Regions from separate parts of the Mus musculus genome. Here all the other regions are linked to region 2. A link is a contact called in public HiCAR-type and HiChIP or PLAC-seq data. All regions are on one chromosome and are shown on one strand. The core of a region is the stretch at or near the end of the contact, and the rest is flanking DNA. Distances in the headings are between cores, read along the strand shown. Region 1 holds the start of Atxn2 (ataxin 2). Region 2 holds the start of Setd1b (SET domain containing 1B). Region 3 holds the start of Mapkapk5 (MAP kinase-activated protein kinase 5).

Evidence for each region. HiCAR-type assays count read pairs that join an accessible place to other places. HiChIP or PLAC-seq counts read pairs in DNA pulled down with a chosen protein or histone mark.
Region 1: a contact with region 2 is called in an H3K27ac HiChIP or PLAC-seq map of microglia, with 6 times the contacts expected there. The contact joins the promoter of Atxn2 here to the promoter of Setd1b in region 2. A contact is called at or near these places in 2 of 484 Hi-C or Micro-C datasets (cardiomyocytes and embryonic stem cells) and 3 of 115 datasets of contacts at active chromatin or transcription factors (embryonic stem cells, microglia and pancreatic cancer cells).
Region 3: a contact with region 2 is called in a HiCAR-type map of astrocytes, with 5 times the contacts expected there. The contact joins the promoter of Mapkapk5 here to the promoter of Setd1b in region 2. A contact is called at or near these places in 1 of 39 promoter capture datasets (liver), 1 of 484 Hi-C or Micro-C datasets (B cells) and 1 of 115 datasets of contacts at active chromatin or transcription factors (astrocytes).

Annotation. Positions count from the first base shown.
Region 1 is chr5:121,710,175-121,712,874 of GRCm38.p6, reverse strand. It overlaps Atxn2 (ataxin 2), which reads right to left and starts at 1,266. Exons shown (of 25, transcript NM_009125.2): 1 at 599-1,266. The coding sequence starts at 1,239.
Region 2 is chr5:123,140,881-123,143,580 of GRCm38.p6, reverse strand. It overlaps Setd1b (SET domain containing 1B), which reads right to left and starts at 1,388. Exons shown (of 17, transcript NM_001040398.2): 1 at 1,127-1,388; 2 at 454-638; 3 at 127-225. The coding sequence starts at 624. It also overlaps a transcript of Rhof not described here.
Region 3 is chr5:121,544,622-121,547,321 of GRCm38.p6, reverse strand. Mapkapk5 (MAP kinase-activated protein kinase 5) reads left to right here and starts at 1,430. Exons shown (of 14, transcript NM_010765.2): 1 at 1,430-2,157. The coding sequence starts at 2,122.

The DNA of each region.
Region 1 (2,700 bases), core at 17-2,516, 1.4 Mb after region 2:
CCTTCCCCAGTTGGGGGGGGGGAGGGGAAGAACGGCCCGCTGCGGGAACCCCGCCGCCCCAGATCTAAAGGGGGATGGGTGCGTTAGGCCGCTGGCACCCACCTCGCCTCCGTCGCCCACCTTCCCAGGGTCTGCGGGGCGGGGGATAGATATGCAGGACACCCGGCTTGACCCTACCTGGGGCGGCTGGGCCTCAATCTCCCCTCCTCCCTCCCGACTCCCCACCCGGCAAAGAGGCTCATTTCAGGAGAGGATCCCCCCACCCCCTGCGACCCGCACCCAGGCTCAGCCGCCCTTCTATCGGGGGGGGGGGCGCAGCAAGGGGGTGGGGCGGGATACCAATCGCCCCTGGCACACCCGGGAGGGGCAGGGGGCCGCCAGGGCCGTCCATCTTGGCCGTCTGGGGGGAGGGGACGCGATGGTGCGGGAGGCTGGACACGGCCCGAGAAGCCCGAAGGAATCTGCCGGCGCCTCCCGCCCCTCCGCGGGCCCCCCGGCACATCGCGAAGCCGGCCGGTCACGGGGCGCGAGGCGGGGGAGGGGACGAGCGGCGCGGGATCGGCCCGGCGCGGAGGGGGCTGGGGGAGCTGACACCCACCTGCCCAGGCCGGGACGCCCGCCGCCCGCGGCCGCCGAGGAAGACGCCACCGGCGCGGCCGGGGCCGGCACCACGGAAGCCGAGGTCACCGCGGCCGAGGCCGGCGCGGCGCCGGGCGACGAGAGCAGGCCGCCGCCGGGCTTGCGGCCAGTGGCGGGCGCGGGCGGCTGCGGCTGCGGCTTCAGCGACATGGTGAGCGGCCCATACACCGGCTCGCACGCCGGGCGGGGACAGCCGGGTGCCGGGCGCGCCGAGGAGGAGACGCCGGAGCGCGGCGGGGACGCGCGGACGCCGGGCGGGCAGGCGCGGGCCGGCGTGGCCGCGGGGGCCAGAGGCAGCAGGACAACGACGAAGGGGCGGGGAGGCCCGCAGACACCGAGCAGCCGCCGGGAGCCGGGCCGGGACGCGCCGTGGCCGTTGCTACCAAAACAGTCTGAGGCGCAGGGTGGCGAGCGCGGCCCGCGGGGAGGGGCGCCGGGGCCGCGCGGGGGAGGGCCGGCGGAGGGATACGCCACCGCGCCGCCCCGCCCGCCGCGCCGCGCCGTCCGCGGGAGCGAGCGCCGCGCGGCCCAGCCCGCCGGGCGGCGCGGCTCGGGGTCCCCCGCCGCGGGCCGCTGAGCGGCGGCGGTGGACGAACGCATGGGACCCGGGCTGGCGGACGCGGACGGGGTTGACGCGGGCCTGGAGGGCGCGGAGATGCGAAACAGACCCGGGGCGGGGGAGGTGTCGGGGGTGGGGGGGGGGACTCTTTACCGGAAGTCGGAAGGGTCAGGCGGAAGTCGAACGTGAGACGGCCCGGGGGGCCGATCAGGGACACGTGAGGAGCGGGGCGCAGCGCTGGGCCGCGTTCGCTCTCCCCGGGGTCGAACTAGGGCCGTGGAGGGGGCCAGGAGGGATCCGCCCTCGCCAAGGCGGGTCTGAACTTCGGGATCTGCTTCGGGGACGGGCGCCGTGAGCTGCTCGGGTGTCCTCGACCCCCTTGGAGGACCTTGATTTCACCCCACCCCCACCCCACCAAATCACAACTTAGAGGATGGCCTGCGGGCACCTTCGGGGCGGGGACCTGCAATCGGGGCCTGGCACACAGTAGGCCCCCAGGTGCCACTGCGTGCCGACTTGCCCTGCCAGCGTGGGGAAGCTTGCCGCCTCAGAAGCCACCGCCAGCTGCTTCACTTTGCCCCACTTTATTCACCCCGGCGAACTGTTGGGTCTCTGACCTTCATTTGAACCCTCTTTTTTTTTTTCCCCCTAGCTCGCTCGGACTTCTTAGTTCCTCCTTCAGGGGACCCGAAGGGAAATGGACCTGATTGGTAGTAGAACTGGGTGATGGGGTCTCCCTCGGTGAAGACTAAACAGACTTTCCCAAGAATGTCAACTTTAGACCTTGACCCCTTTTAAAAACTTTTACTTTAACTCGGGAAGGCCACCAAACACTGGTCCGTTTTTTTTTTTAAGGTGTTGTAATTAAATTGGAAACAAATGGTTAACTTTTTTCAAATGAGTTTAAATTGGTTTTTTTTTTTTTCTTTCTTTTCTAAGTGAAATTGCTTAAGAAGGTGATGGGCCGAGGGAAAAAAAAAAACCCTCAACCTATTAAAGTCATTCCAGTGAATTAAAGGCAGGCATGGTGTTCTTGCCTGTAGTACGAGCACTTGGGAAATGGAAGGAGGATTAGACAGTCAAGGTCATCTTCACCTTCATGAGGGAATTCTAGGCCAGGCTAAGCTACAAGAGACCCAGTCTCAAGAAGGGGCAATTCAATGAAGAGTTACCCCTGGTTATGGCACATGCCTTTAATCCCAGCTCTGGACAGGCAACTGGATCTCTTGAGTTCCAGACTTGTTGGTCTACATGGATTTTTTTTTTTTTAAGTAGCTAGCAGATAGCTCAGAAGGTAAAGGCCCAGGCTGCCTAAGCTCACCACCTAACTCTCAACCCTGGAGCTGGCATGTGGAAGAAGAAAACTTAAATGCTTGGAATTGTCCCCAGCCCTCCACCCTTGGATTGTGCCACACATATATAAGCAATATAAGTATGACCTTGTCGGTGGTGGTTTTTGTTCTTGTTTGGTTTTTTCCGAGACAGGGTTTCTCTGTGTAACA
Region 2 (2,700 bases), core at 139-2,638:
CCAAAACTTCCCAGTCCTGGACGGCGGGAACTAAGAATCCGGCTGGGCTTGGTCAGGACTGGCGTTATTTTCGAACTCGGGGAAGGAGGGGGGGAGGGACCATAAGACAGAGAGGAGGGGTCCTACCTTGAATTTGGGCACAGACAGCTCCAGCTCCTTGTTTTTGGTCCAGATTCCGACCACCCGGGGATCTTCCACGATCTCCACCGGGCGGTTGCTGGACATCTGTGGGCAGAGACAGGGGGTTCAGTATAGAAGGGCTGGCACCCTCCCCAGGGGCAGGGGCAGACCCCCCCCCCTCAAGGCACCAGTCCCACTCCAGGCTGAGGGGAGGGAGTCCTGGCTGACAGTTGGCCCAGGTAGCTGGAAGAGGGGTCCCCCTCCGTTCGCCTCTTGTCTGGGGGCTCCACCGGGGGTGGGTGGGGGTGGCGGGAAGGCGCGCCGGCTACTCACGGCCAGGCTGAAATGCTGCCCATCGTAGCGGTACAGTTTATGGTGCCCCTTTTTCAGAGCCGGGTCAATCATCAACTTGTAACTTCTCCAATGGTGGTTCCTCCTCTCGCCCGAAGGGCCGGGCTGCGGCGGGGGCTGCTGGTGGTGGTGGTGGGGGTGACTGTTCTCCATGCCGTTAACCCAACCTGAAACCCAAGCAAGTTGTTGTCCTCTCCGACGCTTCTACACATTCGCCCGAGAATCCAATCGGCTGGCCCCCACCCCCCTCCCACCTTACCAGCGCGCCCCGAAAGCTTGTCTCGCTGCCTCTCCCCCCCCCCCCCGCCTCCCGAGGAAAAAAAATCTAAGAATGGAGCGAGAGAATAAACCCTTTCCGGAGGGTTTACGCGCCCGCCCGCTCGGCCACCGTCTCCGGCTGGCAGCGAGGGGCTGCCCGGGGCCCCCGCTGCGGGCTGGCGCGGTCCGGGACGCACGGAGGACGCGGGCTCCGGCCCATGGTGCCGCCAGCCGCCCGGCGTGGCGCTCGGCCCGGCTCGGGAGCGGGGCGCGCGGCAGGGCCTGGCGTCGCCCGCCCGGGCGGGGGCCGGGGGCTCGGGCTGCCCGGCTCCTCTGACCGCGGCCTCTCTCTCTCTCTCTCTCTCTCTCTCTCCTCCCTTCCCTGCGCCGCGCTTACATCCCCGCCGGGCGCCGGCCTCCCTGCGCCGCCAGCCAGTACATGGTGTCCCCCGCGGGAGCCGAGGCCGGGGCGGCCGGACCGGGGGCCGGGATGGGGGGGACGCCGCCTTAGCGGCTGCCGGGCCCCGAGCTGCCGCTGCCCTTGCTGCTGCCGCCGCCGCTGCTGCTGCTGCTGCTGCCCGGGAGGCGGCTGGCGGCGGAGGCTCGGCTCCCAGTAGCCGCACATCCCACAATACACCGCTAAGGAGCCCGACCCGAGTGCTCACCCTCCTCCTCTTCCTCCTCCTCCTCCTCTTCCTCCTCCCCTCGCCTTCCTCGCCGCTTCCCCAGGCACTCTCCCGGCGGCGGCAGCTGCGCCGCCAAAGCCCCGGGCCCCAGCGGCCCCCCACCCCTCACTCGCGCGCTCCCACACTGCCTCCCCCCCCTTCCCCGGGGGGAAGGCCTTTTAATTTATTTATTCTGCTGGGACTGAGGTGGGGGGCTTGGCTGACGGGGGAGAGGGGGGTCTCCACGGCTTCTATCTCCCCCGCGGCTGGGGCTACCCTTCCAGCTACGGAAGACTCCACGGTGTGCGCCCCCAGGGCCTCCCAAACTGTTTCCAAACTGCCCAGGCCGGTGGTGGACGCGTGGAGTCTCGGCGAAAAGGGCTGGGTTTCGAGTGGGGGGTGATCGTGTGTATGACTACTAGAAGCCTGGAGGGGAGGCAGACGTCGACCCCAAACGAGTTTGCAATCGAGGTATCTCCGATCCCGCTTCCTCTTTGGCCCGCACGCCCCCTCCCTCCCAGGAGCTGTGCTGGGGAAGGGAAACCAAGGTTTGGAACCACACTAGCCTTCACATTCCTGGGAGGATACAACCCTCGCCTGGACGGGGAAGATAGCTCTTTCTCTTTATTTTTTCGTTTTTATTTTTTGCCTTTCTGTTTTTATTTTTGGAGGGGAGCGCCCAGTAATTGTCTTGAACACATGCTTCTCCCTCCCTCCTTCCTCCAGCCACCAGCGACAGAGAGTCCCCTTTTTTGCATTTATCATTTTCCTTCCCCTTTCTTTATTAAAGGTCCGGGAGTGGCGGCGGCCAATCAGCGCTCGGCTTCCATTTTGTGAGTTCAACTCGTAGGCTTCCCCGGCTTTTCGCGTGGATCTGGTTGCAGACGCCCTCGGTCTCTCTTCTCGGGCTGCCGAGGCGAAGCAGCCGCCTCGCCGGGGCTTCGTGGTGGTGTATTTCATATTGGGGCTCTTTTCGGGGTTTGTAATTTGGCCGTGGGTAGGTAATTGGCTGGAGCAGGGCGGCAGGGTGCGGCAGCCAATCAGCGCGCGGCTTCTATAGGGCTTGAGTTATTAGACGCTGATCTCAAAACATCCTTCATCAGACTCCAAGGAGAGGCCAACAGATGAGGGAGCCATTTTTCTGCAATGGAATTAAATGGCCAAGTGGGTTTTTCCTTTGTTGCAAATGGGGAATGCTTTTCCTTTGACTCCACCATCCAGTTCAGGACGCCTGAATGTGTTTAACATTTGCCAAAGGACTCACACTTGGAAGAATGAAGACCTTTTAAAAAGATCTGGATTTTTC
Region 3 (2,700 bases), core at 181-2,680, 1.6 Mb after region 2:
AGCATTGCTCTTGTCTCTGTTTAGGTACTGTCCAGTGGAGGCCATGGGGTTCTAGGGCTGTGTCTGGTTATCTTGGGTCACTGGGTTCTGGTTATCAGGTGCAGCACTGGGTGTAGTGGAGTTCCTAACTAAGCTATTTTTTTCAGGTTTACCGGCTTTTTTTTTTTTTAAATATGCTCATTACATTTGGTTAATCGAAAATCTGAGGGATACCCCTGGGTGACTCAATTTAACCCATGTTTTTACCTTGGTTGCACGCCTGCCATGGGTTCCAAACTGTCCATTCCAAAGGACATACCATTAGCCTGGCTGAAGGCTAATCTAAAAGAGCTCTCTATGGGGAGACCTCAAGACACTAACTTGCTCAGCTCTTGGTCCCAATCTAGCCTCCATGCACATTGGACAAAGGCTACTGCTGGCCAAAACTTGGAAGTTTTGATTTTAATATCTAAATTGATTTAGATAACTTCATAAAACGAAATGGGAAGTGGCCTGAGGCCTCTCCCCCCATATTTCTGCATTCTTAACACCCTTACTATATAGGCTCCTCGAAGCCAGCTTTTTCCTCTGGTAGAGGAGTCCAACTTCCAGGAGGAGGACTGTGCCCCCTGCTGTGCGCACCAGTAATCACAGTCCTGACTGTTAAGAGGTCAGGCTCCCATCTCTCTTTTGCTCCCTGTCTGTTCCTTTGAACTGCCTCAGAAATCTAACAGAAAGGACGTGTACTAAACTCCTTTGTGTATACTTTGTGTACTCGTCTCTTATGACTCTCTCAGGGATACGCTTCCATTTAAGTAATCGTTAATAAAACCTTCAGAGCCGGGCGGTGGTGACACACGCCTTTAATCCCAGCATTTGGGAGGCAGAGGCAGGCAGATTTCCGAGTTCGAGGCCAGCCTGGTCTACAGAGTGAGCTCCGGGACAGCCAGGGTTACACAGAGAAACCCTGTCTCGAAAAATCAATTAATCAATCAATCAATCAATCAATCAACCAAACCTTCAATTCTGCTTCATAAACTGGCTAGTCCTAAAACCGTCCGCATGGAAGCCAAGAACTCGTTTGTCCCTCCTTCCCGCTTCTAGCATCCTCGGGATGCTGAGATGGCTGCAGCAGGCAGCAACATCTCCGACCCCGCTAAGCTGACAGGACGAGCACGATCCGGTTGGTTCCCACACAGCCAGATTTCTGTATGTCCCACGTTACCATCCCACTTCCCAGCCAACTCCTTGGCTGCATCCACAGGTTTCGCTCAAAACACAAGACACTCAGCAGCGGGCTCCCGCGCATGCGCCCTCCCTGCATTCCGCTTCTCTTTCGGCAGGCCAGGCCTCGCGCCGTCTTACGTCATTCACCCAGCGCCACGTCAGTGGAAGGCCCGGGGGCCTGTGCTGCGTGCGGCGCGCCCCGGGGACGACCCGGCTGGCGCCTGCACATCCACCGCGCGGCTCGGGAAAGCCTCAGAAAGGCCGGCGGATGCCGGCGAGAGGCGCGCGGGGCTGGGTGGTCGCAGAGCCCCGCGGCAGCATGGCTGGCGTGAAGCTGCAGAGGGTGAGGCGCGGGCGGGCGGCCGGCGGGCTGCCCGGCGCAGGCGTCCCGGCGATGTGTGGCGCTGGAGCGGCAGTGGGAGCGGCGGCGGCGGCGGCGGCGGCGGCGGCGGCAGCGGCGGCGGGCTCGGCTTCGGCTTCGCTACGGTGCTGGTGCCGGCGGCGGCGGGGAAGGCGGAGGCGGCGGCGCAGGCTTCTCCTCAGGAGCTGGCGAACCCAGGCCTAAGCGGCGGCCCCGCCAAAGCCCCGCACGGCGCTCCAGGCCGGGCCCCTCCCCGCCTCGCCCTGCCCCGGGAGCCTGCCTCCCCGGCCGGGGATGAGGCCGGGAAGCGGCTGCGCGGGGCCCAGCACAAAGGCTTGTCCCCAGGGGCCGCCGCCGCTGCCGCCGCCACCGCCGCCACCAGCTTAGAGCCGCCTGCGGAAGCCGAGCCGGCACCCGGACCTTCATCCCCTCCGCTCCCTAGGGGCGGGCGCTGCCCGTCTCCCCGAGCTCCGAGCCCTTTGCTTCCTCGGCTGCCAGGGGACGGGACAGCCGCGCAGCCTCCGCCGCTTCGGGCTGTGGGAGCCCAGCGGAGCATGTCGGAGGACAGCGACATGGAGAAAGCCATCAAGGTAAGCGGGAGATGCAACCCGTACCCTGCTTTGTCGACAACCGCGATTCCGCTCATCGTGGGCCTTGGGAAATAGAGAGAATTTGAATGGGAGGTAGAGGTTCTAGTTCCTAGCATCTAGTAAGTTCGGTTTTCGGCCTCCCGGGGAAGGGGACCGCATTTGAAGGCCCAGAGTGTTGGCTTGTGTAGGGTGGTGTCTCCGATTCCCTCTAGCCTCCTTGGTTGATGCAATTTGTGCTCAGCTAGAACGAAGTTGAGTAGTGTGGAGATACTTCATATGAGTGGGATATAAGAGGGCTTCTTAGGACTCTCATGTTTCCATCACCTCCAACTGTGTCCATTTGCATCTTGGTGACCCACTGCGACACTTGGCAGTGGCTCTGACCCCTCCTGATGGCTCTGAACCAAGCCTGTTTGAGACCTTCAACTTCAGGAGTTGCTTTACCTTTGCCCAAAACCTGCCCTTTGGCTTTTCCCTTCTCTGTGCGTTCATTTCCTTCTGTTCTCTTGTCTACTCTCAAGAATCAAGAGTTTATTTCTGAAG